Linked DNA regions of Muntiacus reevesi: regions 1 and 2 are each linked to region 3. The links are chromatin contacts, called in public Hi-C maps. All regions are on one chromosome and are shown on one strand. The core of a region is the stretch at or near the end of the contact, and the rest is flanking DNA. Distances in the headings are between cores, read along the strand shown.

What was found. A called contact is a pair of places that touch in the nucleus more often than the background predicts.
Region 1: a Hi-C map of muscle shows a contact between it and region 3, with 4 times the contacts expected there. The contact joins the promoter of G3BP2 here to the promoter of RCHY1 in region 3. A contact is called at or near these places in 2 of 3 Hi-C or Micro-C datasets (blood and muscle).
Region 2: a Hi-C map of muscle shows a contact between it and region 3, with 4 times the contacts expected there. The contact joins the promoter of USO1 here to the promoter of RCHY1 in region 3. A contact is called at or near these places in 2 of 3 Hi-C or Micro-C datasets (blood and muscle).

What each region holds. Positions count from the first base shown.
Region 1 is chr22:25,401,803-25,405,578 of mMunRee1.1, reverse strand. It overlaps G3BP2 (G3BP stress granule assembly factor 2), which reads right to left and starts at 2,161. Exons shown (of 11, transcript XM_065913951.1): 1 at 1,951-2,161.
Region 2 is chr22:25,351,805-25,355,391 of mMunRee1.1, reverse strand. USO1 (USO1 vesicle transport factor) reads left to right here and starts at 2,167. Exons shown (of 24, transcript XM_065914721.1): 1 at 2,167-2,400. The coding sequence starts at 2,335.
Region 3 is chr22:25,548,728-25,552,560 of mMunRee1.1, reverse strand. RCHY1 (ring finger and CHY zinc finger domain containing 1) reads right to left here and starts at 2,347. Exons shown (of 9, transcript XM_065914694.1): 1 at 2,132-2,347; 2 at 473-592; 3 at 142-257. The coding sequence starts at 2,221. It overlaps THAP6 (THAP domain containing 6), which reads left to right and starts at 2,378. Exons shown (of 4, transcript XM_065914693.1): 1 at 2,378-2,456; 2 at 3,334-3,436. The coding sequence starts at 3,357.

The DNA of each region.
Region 1 (3,776 bases), core at 912-3,411, 150 kb after region 3:
CAGGACAAGGAATCTGACTGTTAACCTACTGGTATTTATATATTTTCAGTAACTGATAGGGACATTTTCATTAAGTGAACTGTGGATAATGAAAATAACCTACTACCAACAATGCCAATACTATTCAATCTCAAGAGCTGTCTGGTAGCAATTCTCCTCACCTACTAACTAAACACTCACTCGACTACCAAATTAAAGACATTTACTTCTCCTCCCATTTTTGATCCCCATCCACCCCACAAACATTCTGGTTCTTTCCTCTTGCTACTTATTGACAAATATTTCAACCCCTGAATATTCAACAACTTGAACTATAATATCTACTAAATAGAAAGAAATCCATTTGAGGTCCTGATCCTCCCTTCAATTCCTTGCTAACTTTTCAGAATTAAACAGCCTCAAGAGATGAAATCATAACACATGTTTACTCATAGCTAATCCTAAATATTTAACGGGAAAATAATATCACCAAAGAAACAACACATTTCAGTTTAAACGAATCATACCGTCTATTTTCTGAGACCAGGAATTTTGGACCTCAAAAGGACCACTGAATACTAAGAGGGCCAAATGTTTACTCTGAAACTTTGTTCACATGCCTAAGGCTATATTAACTGCCAAATATGGAGCTAAACAAGGAATTTCCATTTTCTTCCCCTCTAATATAGGAGGCTCCCCAAACTGCAGTTAATGTTTCACGGATCCAGGTATATGCAATGCTAACATTTGAGAGTCCAGCACGAGGTGCTAAAGTCAGTATTTCCACATAAGTTATTGTCACAGCAATCATACGGCGGGCAAGACGGAATAACTTTGCTATTATTCCAGCTTCGGTGCACTTGTGTGGTTTTGTTTTTATTTGATTTTTAAGACAGCAAAGGCACTGACTCTCTCCCTCCCCCCCCCCCCCAAAAAAAATTCTGTTAAGAAATTAGGCATACCTTGGAGGGGAAAAAAAAATTGATCTATGCGGGAAATTGTAGCTGCAATCTACACTCGCCCCAGAGCGGCACAGGGCCATCTTAAAAAATCTGCCTTTATAGAGATGCAGGTAAAATTCGATCGGATTCAATTAACAAAAATAACACAACCTAGGGACGCTATGTTCCTCTCCTTGACTATCCTTCCCACTCTCCCCAAGAAAGAGATGGGAGAAAAGAAATAAACCCCCTCTCCAGAGCACGCAAACACCTCTTCTATTCCTGAGTCAGTAAGAGATCGCCTGCATAAAAGGGCACGGAGAAGGAGCACGTTATATATAGCCCGGGTTTCAGAACTCTCTCGGGATAAAACAGAGGGGGGTCAGAGACCGCGGAACACCAGGTACTGGGGTAAGCAAAGCGGCGGCTGCCTTCAGACCCGGATTCTGTTTCCGTGCAGAGAAATGGTGCCCGGAGGCCGCTACTTTCGCATCTGCGTCGCTTCTGCCTCCGCCGACACAGCCTCTTTTCCCCTCCCCCACGGGCGGGGCGGCAGCGGCGGCCTCCCCGTTCCCGGGGAACCGGGAGTAAGAGCCGCAAGAGTCGGGGACGAGAGTGGGGGGCTCCGCACCCGAAAACATCCTCTCCGGCAAGCCCACTCTCCCTCGTCCCGTCCGAAGCCTCCATCAGCGTGCCTTTGGGAGCCGCTGCGTCCCCTTATCCAGCTCGCCACCTCATCCCCAACCAACCCCGGCCCCACCTGTGCCCTCGGAGCCCTCCGTCCGCAAGACGCGCGCCGGTCACCTCCCTGCCCACGCGGCCTCCCATCCCTCACCTGAGAGGAAAGGCTCGGCTTCTCTCACGCACACACCAGCAGCGTAGGCAGCCGGCAAGAACAATGTCTCTCTCGGCCTCCACACCTCCGACACCGGGGCTCACGCACAGAACGGTTGCCGCGAGCCGCGGCGGGCGACGGGAATGTCCCCTTCCGACCACCACACCGGCCGCCCTTCCCGGCCCCCGTACACACCTCCAACCAACAGCGGCGGCGGGTACGTCGCGCGGAGGTCAGCGGGAGAGTCGCCGAGGACCGGCTGCAGCGGGTTTTTCTCACTCGCCGCCCCCTCCCTCTGACAAATCTCAAGTCAAGGAAGCCGGAGAGCCGAGAGCTGGTTCTCCTCACAACCACCTCTTCCCGGGCACCAGGCGCTGCGGCGAGCGACAAGGAACACGGACGTCCCGCCCCCTTTGCCGCCGCCCCCTCTTATTGTTTTACCCCTGCCGAAAGGGCTGGGGAACCCCCCAGCACGGCTTCAGCCAATCACGCATCTCCTCCGCGAGCTGGACCCAGCCTTCTCGCGTCCCTCTGCGGAGCACGCGCAGAACGCCGCCGCGCTCACGTACTCTCGCGCCCGGAAAGCCGGGGAACCGGAACCGGCCTGAAGCCGGGGCGAGAGTCCGCTGATTTGACGTCACAAGGAGGCAGCCTTTCTCCGGCCCAAGGCTCGGGCCTCGTCGCCCTTCGAGATCGCGGCGTAAGAGGAGCCGGGTGGCTGCAGCGCGGTGCCTTTTGCGCTGTGCCCTTTGGGGGACTGATTTTTCTGGTCCGTTTATATAATTAAGGGGGAGAAAATGTAGTGATTCTTCTTCCTGAACTAGGTATCTGCAGGTTGCTGCTCTAGACGAGCGTAAAATGCAGTCAGTGGCTTTAGCTGCTTGCAGCTAAACTCACTCTAGGAAATGGAGGTTTTTAAGCTCCACCGAGAAGGGCACATCCGTTCAAACAGGTTTAACGCAACATACATTATAGGGCCTACTGCGTTCTAGGTACTGGGATGTAGAAAAAATACGACGTGGCCTCCACGGGGGGCGGGGGGGGGGGGTTTCTATTTCTTTGTGTGCCTGTTCAGTGTTCAGGCGTTGCTAACTACATGCTAAGCATTTTATATGCCAAAGCAGCTAAAAGGGTGAAATCCCAGGAGATACCAGGATTACAGCCCTGTCCTAGATCTAGGCTCAGACTTGGCTCCGGGGGCATAGCTGAGAAAACACTAGACACTGACTCTCATGACCTTGATTCATGGAAAAAGCCAAATCTGCTTACAGTCAAGGAAGCCACTTTGCACCTTAGTTCTGGCAATGTTTCTCAGGGACTATCAAGACAGCTGAGGAATTTTGGAAAGGAGGAGCTGAGGAAATGGTGAAAGAAATAAAAGACAATTAGGAAATGCCCATATACCAGAAAAAAAGTAGGCATACACATTTCAGCAGTTTTCTTCACAATCCTATTAAAGCAATTTAAAGGTTTTTTTCACGTGTGAAAACAGGTTTACGGAGCAGTGCCAACATTTGAACCTCCAAAATCTACACTTTCAGGTTGCTCATTTTGTTATATGCAAAATATATGGGCTGTCACTTTTATGAAGTGAACTTTGACATGTTTTTCTGTAAAGTAGCATAATACATTAAATGCAGATTGTCCTTCATATTTAATACTTATGTACCAGCCACTCATCTACTTTAATTATTTAATCCTCACAATAACCCTATAAAGTAGTTACCATTTTTATGCCCATTTAACACATGAAGAAACTGAGGCTTAGGGAGGTCAAGTAACTTGCCCAAGGCCATAACAGCTGCTACTCTGGTGGAGCTGGGATTCAAACACAAGCAGTCTGTCTGCCTTTTATGTACACTCCATGGCATGCCCTTTACCACAAGCTATTAAATATTCTCATTGTGTTAACTGTACCAACCTTTCTATTGATTGACATTTCTGTTTCCAGTTTGAAGCTCTTATGCACAATACTGTTATTCCTCATGTGCTCAGTTGCCAAGTTGTTTCCAACTCTTTAC
Region 2 (3,587 bases), core at 918-3,417, 200 kb after region 3:
ACACTGCTTTTTATTACCAAATAATACATGTAATAGACACCCATGAGCCCCACTCCATCTCAGAGCTTTACCCCTAGAGGTGAGAAGAGGCTCAGGGAGGGGGTGAGATCTAAGGATTAGATGAAGCTCTTTGCAGATATTACTTGGTAATAAAAATGCTGAGCATTTATTGGTTACTTTTTTTAGGCTGCAAGGAAATGCCCTGGTGGAAAATGTCTAAAGCAAACTGTCAAGTGTCCAGTTTTAACACAGAGGACAATGCTTAGTGTACAATATTTTTGGCAGTATGATCCCCACTGTTCTTCAACTCACATAAGCTTAAAACCTTGGCACTTGGAAAGGGAACTGCACCATAGTCTTTGTGGTATGTATTATCTGCGATCCCACCTTACAGATGAAAAAAAGGACCTTCCTCCTCATCGTTATATTTGTATATCCTTTAATGTTTTCTTCGTGTATCTATCAATATCACCTTTTATGGGAGAATGCTAAGCCACAGAGATAGAAAAATGAAAAACACAGTCTGCCATTAACAGCCTGGCTCAGTGGGCATTTATTGAGAGCTTCCCACATATCAACAACTGCAAAGGAATAGCATATACACATGTATCTAGATTTCAGGAAGAGCTTTCTGAAGATACCAAAGTTAAATTTTAAGAAACTAGCAGGAGTTTCCTTGATGAAGTGGAGGGAGGGGAAGGACATACCCAGGCATATATCCAGAGTATGTGGGGGAGGCAGGAGCTGAAAAAACAGGCAAGAGCCAGAACATAACAGGCCTATACATCAAGCTAAGGAGTTTGGATTTTATTTTGGGGTGAATGGGCGACAACCGGAGGATTTTCAGAAGAGGACTAACATGGACAGATGTTTTGTCATTGTCAGGCTCACCCAAGAGTGGACTTGCGTGACTGAAAGAAACCCAAGGCTTAAATGCTGACAAACTAGTTAGGAAGCTATTGTCCGTAATCTTGGTGAAAAATGACGAGAACATAAACTATGTCAGAGGCAGAGAGCATGGAGAGCAGAGACCTATTTGAGAAGTAGTCTATAAATAGGCATGACAGGATTTGACTACTGGACCTGTGGGGGTGAAATCCAGAGTTTCAGATTCCTCCCAGCTTCCTCCTTCCAGCTTTGGCAATTATTTGGCTAGCGGTACTAATGAGTGTGGCCGGGCACATGAACGGAGCATACTGGTTTTTTTGTTTTTTTTTTTTAAGGAAGGCTGGGGAGTTTGAGACCTGTGGGGCTTCCAACGGGAGAGGTGTATGAATCAGTTATAACTAGACTCTGCGCTTTTACGTTCAAGACACTGACAAGACCACTCCATAGCATGTGTATCTGGCACTCTCATTTCGAAAAGAAACAAGGCATACGGATTTGAAAAACGAATATTTTTCATGCTAACCGTCCCCCGCCACACATATACGCTGAAAATGTAGTTTAGTGTTAATAACAAAACATCATGTTCCCTGCTGTCAAACTGACACTGCAGATCAACGTATTTTCTCTGGTAAGCCAAATGCAGGGTTGGCTTGGTTTCCTCCTCACACCCCTAGAAAATAGCGGTGTACCTGGTGTTTAGATCCAGGAATTCCTTTTGGCAGGTTGGAAGAGCAAAAGCTGAGAAATGCGCCCTCCCGTGGCAATGGAATGAGGGGGCTCAAGTACCCTTTTTTCCACCAAACAAAGCCCTGTAAAGAAATGCAATTTGTGGGGATGAGAAGGCCACAAGCTCGTACTGGTATACCGCAAAACCAAATGAACCCTCTCAAAGGCCGGGACCCCTTACCTGTCACGTCGGCCGAAGGAAAATTTCACTTTCGACTCAACAAAATACGACCCCAGACTTGACAGCTTGCAGTAAGTCCCGCCCGGCAACAATTAAACACCTTGCAAGCCAAAATGCGTACACAATCCGTAAGGTCCCCTGCCGGCAGGGCCGGGCTCGGACCACGTGGGTGGTTGGGGCCAGCAGGAGGCACCAGCCGAAGGCGGGAGTGGGAGGCGTGTTCTTACGGGGGAGGGCGGAGCCTGCGCAGTGGGCGGGGCTTGGGAGGACCCGGGCTACCAGCCTCCTCTCGCCTACTTTCCCCCTTTGCCTTCGCCCTTCGAGCCGCCACGTAACGCCACGTCCCCGCGCATGCGCATCTCAACTGGTGGCGGACGCTGTTTCCGGGCTTAGGGGGCTGGAGCGGCCGCCGAGTAGGCTGTGGCGGTGGCGGCCGGGGAGTGCAAAGTGCAGGCTTGGGGGTCAGGCCCTGCGGAGGACAGGGGAAGTTATCTCTTCTTTCCCGAAAAGGCGGGTAGAGCCCGTGGCTGAGCGGCAAGATGAATTTCCTCCGCGGGGTTATGGGGGGTCAGAGTGCCGGACCCCAGCACACAGAAGCCGAGACGGTGAGAGGAGCGGCGGGTCCGGGACTTGGGAAGGGTCCGGGCAGAAACCGGGACGGAGGACATGGGGGCCCGGAGGTTCCCCCCCGTGCGTCACCGTGGGCCGGGAGTCTACATGCCGCCTCCCCTTTGGCCCCCGTGCCTCTCTTCCTCTCCTGAAACCCGCAAGTTATTCCCTCACACCCGCAGCGCAGCCCCCAGCGCGGCGGCTTGGCCCTGCTGACAGCAGGCGCGCCCCGAAGCCCCGCAGGCCGCTTGGTGGTGGTCCGCGGTGGTACCGCCGGGAAAGTCATCCATCCTGGGCAGAAGTGGTCCGACCTGCCTCCCACGCCCTTCGGGGCCGCGGGCCTGTCCCTCCCGTTTCGCCAGTGTCTTCACTGGCGGTGATTAACCCAAAGTCCACCTCCCTCGCAGTCTGGAATGGGGCTTTGAGGAAGACTGCAGGAAGGTTTAAAACCCAGCAGTTGACCAGAACAAGTGGCTAAGAATAATACGATAGTTTGGGTCACAAAACCACCTGCCCCTGCCCCGTCAACTGGAGGCCGGTCGTTCTTCAAGGTGTTACTAGTTCGGACCCCGTTTTTCAGCCTCACCCACTATTTGGGAAATACTCGCTTGGACGTTGTGGTGATCTTTCGCGCTCAAAATGCTTTGGGAACAGGCGTCCCTTCCATTCTCCCCATTCAGAAGTCTGAACTCGTGGTAACGGGATTTGCAGCGTCACTTTAAAAAAATTGTTAGCTACTCAACATAGTTTTTGTTAAGTTGGTTCGATTTTAGGTTTAGGATAAACCTCAAAGTTTGGTTCGTGTCTGTTAGGAATAAGTGTATGACCTTTTTTTTTTTTTTAACTTGATTTGAGAGTAATTTTAGGTCTACAAAAAAGTGACAAAGTATGACATTGTAAAAGTAAACTGGTTAGTATTCGTATAGCTACTGAGTTGTCTATGAACGTTGATCCTATGTTCTGTGTTACGAGGATCCTGAAGGTTCAATAATAGCTTTCATCGGTCAGGCTCTTACTGTGTTCTTTGTAGTTTACATTCTCAGTCTCCTTAGATCCCCAACCACCTTGCAGGATAGGTGATAGTATCCTCACTTTACAAATGAAAACTTGAGGCTTAAAGAGGTGAAGTCACTTGACCTAAGTCACACTGCTAGTAATGGAGCCAGGATTCAACCAAAGCTTG
Region 3 (3,833 bases), core at 1,098-3,597:
CATGGAATTCTTCAGGCAAGAATAGTCGTGTGGGTAGTAGCCATTCCCTAATGTAATTATATTCCAATAAGGTGATTTTTAAAACTATTATTGCTAAGATATATTAGAAATAATTTTAAAAGAACATTTTACATACAGTACCTACAAATTCCACAGTTTTCACAATGATACTGTTTCTTGTCTTTGTCAAACAGATGGCATACACTGCAATAATATTCTCCAAATAATGTGCTACATTCCTCACATGTCTGTTGTGCCTAAAAAACAAAAAGTAACTAAAAATATACAACTTACCAAAACATCTTGAATTACTAATTTAAATGTCCAGATTTTTTCTTAATGTACATGCGGTTTTATCTTTACATGTTTTCATACAGAGCTAAAGTTTTATTTGCAAAATTCTTGATTAAATTTTTAAAACCACCTTAGTACACATTTTTTTAAAAAATTGAAATAAGTAATAAAATCTTACACGCTGAATTTTTTCACAGTTTATGCACTGCACTTCCTTTACTTTAAAGCGATCTAGCTGATGATCTTCATTGTTGTCATGACACAATCGGCAAGTATAAAGCTTGTCACAGCAAGGTGCCTAATCCCCAGGTGAGGGAAAAAAAAAGGTACAAGAAGCAAGACAAGGCAAGTTTGAAATAATGCAAAAAGAAATTTCTTTCCTTCTCCTCCTCCTGGAACAAGGTCAAAGACTACAACCAATGGATCATTTGGTATGCTGATAACTATACATAACATTTCACTGTTTTCCCATCAACATCTAGGTCTCTACCAAGTTGAACACAACCTTTTTGCAGTTCAAAACAGAAGAATTATGAAAGATGGCCACCACTAAACTGAAAAGTTAATCCCACAATACCCTAAACTCATTCTCAGCATTAAGTGGCAGGCAGGCAATTTCTACTTAAGACATTCCAGATAAATTCATTTACCAACTTTAACGCTGAAGAATTAAATACTATAATGATTATATTTTAGTCCACCTAAGCTTACCACACATCAACTCTTGTGTCTTAAAGTTTGGAGGACACAATAAACGTAAAAAACAGTCCTTGTTTTCAAGACTGGCAAAGACTGCAAGTTGTTCAAGACAAGAAAGTCGACTCTCTCCTTCCTGGACACACGACTGCCCAGCTACACTACTGTTTCCTTGCTGTTACTTGTGGCCAAATGACTTAAATTCTTAGCAACAGAATATGCACAGAATAAAATCAGTGCCTCTCCTGGGCCTACTAGGCATGCCTCTTCCCCCAAGCTCCCTTCTCCCTTTCCACCAGATGAAACGTGGACATGGCTGCAACCCAGCTGATGACTATATGCCCTAAAACATGATTAACAACACAATACAGAACATTTGTAAAAGGAGTGGTCATGTGAAACTGCCTCGTTACCAAACCAGATCATTCATTCACCTTGAATTGTGAGGTGAGGAGAAATAAACTTTTTATTCTTTAACTCACATTACTACTGGGTCTTTTTGTTACAGCAACTTAGCTTTACCCTAACTAGTACATCAAAATGCCTCTAGGCCAGTAAGCTAACCTTATATTATACTTTCCAGTACACTGTGATCTTTAAGATCCAGTCATTTCTGAAGACTTCCTATGCCATGACTTACCATAACACAGTTCATTCCTTCCGCTTACGTTTTTTGCCTGGTAGGCTTAGGCATACTCACGCTAAAATGAAGCTGGCAAGCTGTAAAACTTATTTAATTACTACAGGAGATGAAAGCGTATTCCGAGTCTCCACTCGCTTACCCGCCTTCCATTATTTCATCACACACCTGAAAGTGATCCTGGGAAAAGCCAGCACAGGCCCGGGGCTGCCTCTGTCTACTTCCAGCACCAAAAGACTAAATAAATGAACCCCCGGATAAGGTAACCGATGTGCAAGGCCAGGTTTTTGCCAAGCAAAACTTTGCTTGCAAACTACAACACAAAGGTAGGGCCAGTGGTCGCCTTGACAAAACACGCTCTTTACGGCAAGAAGCCAGTCAGAGGTGAAGTTATCCTGACAACAGCTTAGCCCGACAACAAACTTAAGCCCAAACTACACCTCCCGGCCCACTCCACCCCCAACCCGGCGGAAGCTCTTAAGAGCCCAGTGAAATCGTCACCTTCAGGAGACATCCCCTGTCATAGTGCTCGCAGCCCCGCCGCGTTTGGACTTGCCCGCGGTCGCCATCTTCCCGCGCCGCGGACGCCATCGCCTCCACCTCCCCTCCAACTCCACAACCCCTTCCCCCAGGCCAAAAGCTACGCCCAGAGAAGCAGCGCCGCTCTAGCCCACCCTGTCCCAGGTGCTGCGGCCCCCGGAGCCAAGATGGCGGCAGGGCACGTGACCCGGGGCAGCCGGATTTCCGGCACCCGGGACGACGGGGCGGAAGCGAAAGGAGGTGCAGTCTCCGTTGTCGTCGTTAGTTGCTGCCTTCACCGCTAACGGTAATAATTCTTAGGTTGCCTCCCCTTTTCCCCCCATCGCTACCCGCCCACACCCTGGGGGCGGTTCGGGGCGAGGAGGACCGCAGCGGCGCGGAGACGTCCGGTGGCCTCTGAGGAAGGGCCGCAGCGACACCTGTGACAGGGCGGCCCCTCCCTCCCCCGGCAACGGCCGTAGCCTCGAGAAAGGGGCGGAGCTCCTGCCCGGCCTCCAGGCTGAGAGCGCGCGGCGACGGCCGAGCAGCCAGCGGCTCGTCAGCCGCCCGAATGCCTTTTTGTCCCCCTTTTCGTTACTTCCTCTTCATTCCTTCAGTAGTATATTAACACTTACTATGTGCCAGTCACCAGCTACGCCATGGGAACGAAAGTGACCAAAAACAGTTCTGGGAACTCAGACTGGTGAAGGAGAAAGGGTCCACAGACACCCTGAAATAAATGTAGGTTTACAGCTTGGAGAAGTGCTAGGAAGGGGAAGTGTGTGTTCGCTGAGAGCTAATACTAGAGGGAATCTGACTTAATCGGGTGTCAAGGAATGTTTCCCTGAGGAAGCAACGCTTGGGCTGAGAGCGCAGAAGGAGCGTTCTGGGAGGCGTCAGGGTGCCAGGATCTGGTGACAGAGGGAACGCGTGCCTGTAAGAAGCGGTGGGAGGGAAATGTGCCCACCCCCGAAACTGACCGAAGGCCTAGCTGAATATGACCTGCCTTGTTAAAGAGCCAAACCCCTAGAAAATGTTATGAGCAGAGCTGCGGGTTTTGAAAGAAAATATTTGCCTTTGGCTTTCTAACCTCATGTAATGTTACGTGGAACGTTCTGGGAAAGGTAAATATGTGCCCCTTAGCTTTGAAGTTACTGACGCTTGCCCCCTTAATTTTCTTTCAGTTCTGGGATGAGTTGCTGAAACCATGGTGAAATGTTGCTCGGCCGTTGGATGTGCCTCTCGCTGTTTACCGAATTCCAAGTTAAAAGGACTGACATTTCACGTGTAAGAGTCAGCTGTAGTTAAGCTAAGTACTTTTGACTGTTAAAAGAAGCAAAAGACAGGTCTACTTAAATCTTTAATTTTGCAACCAGTTGCTCTACCCCTGAGCTGTATACCTCCTAGATCTTCGATTTTGAACTTTAGTTAACTTCTTTTTTAATAACCTTTTTAGTTGAATTTGAAGTGACAATAATAATTTTACGTTTTTATAATTAGTTCAGAAGCTTAAGATACCTGCAAAGGTATCACAGACTGATTAACAAAAATATCATCAAACCTTTTTGCTAATAGTACTATTTTGTATTTTAACATACCTTCAAAGAAATTGTGTTGTTTACATAGTTTACAATCCAAATGAAGGATCTTTGCTCAAATATATTTTGTCCTTTAGAAATAAATC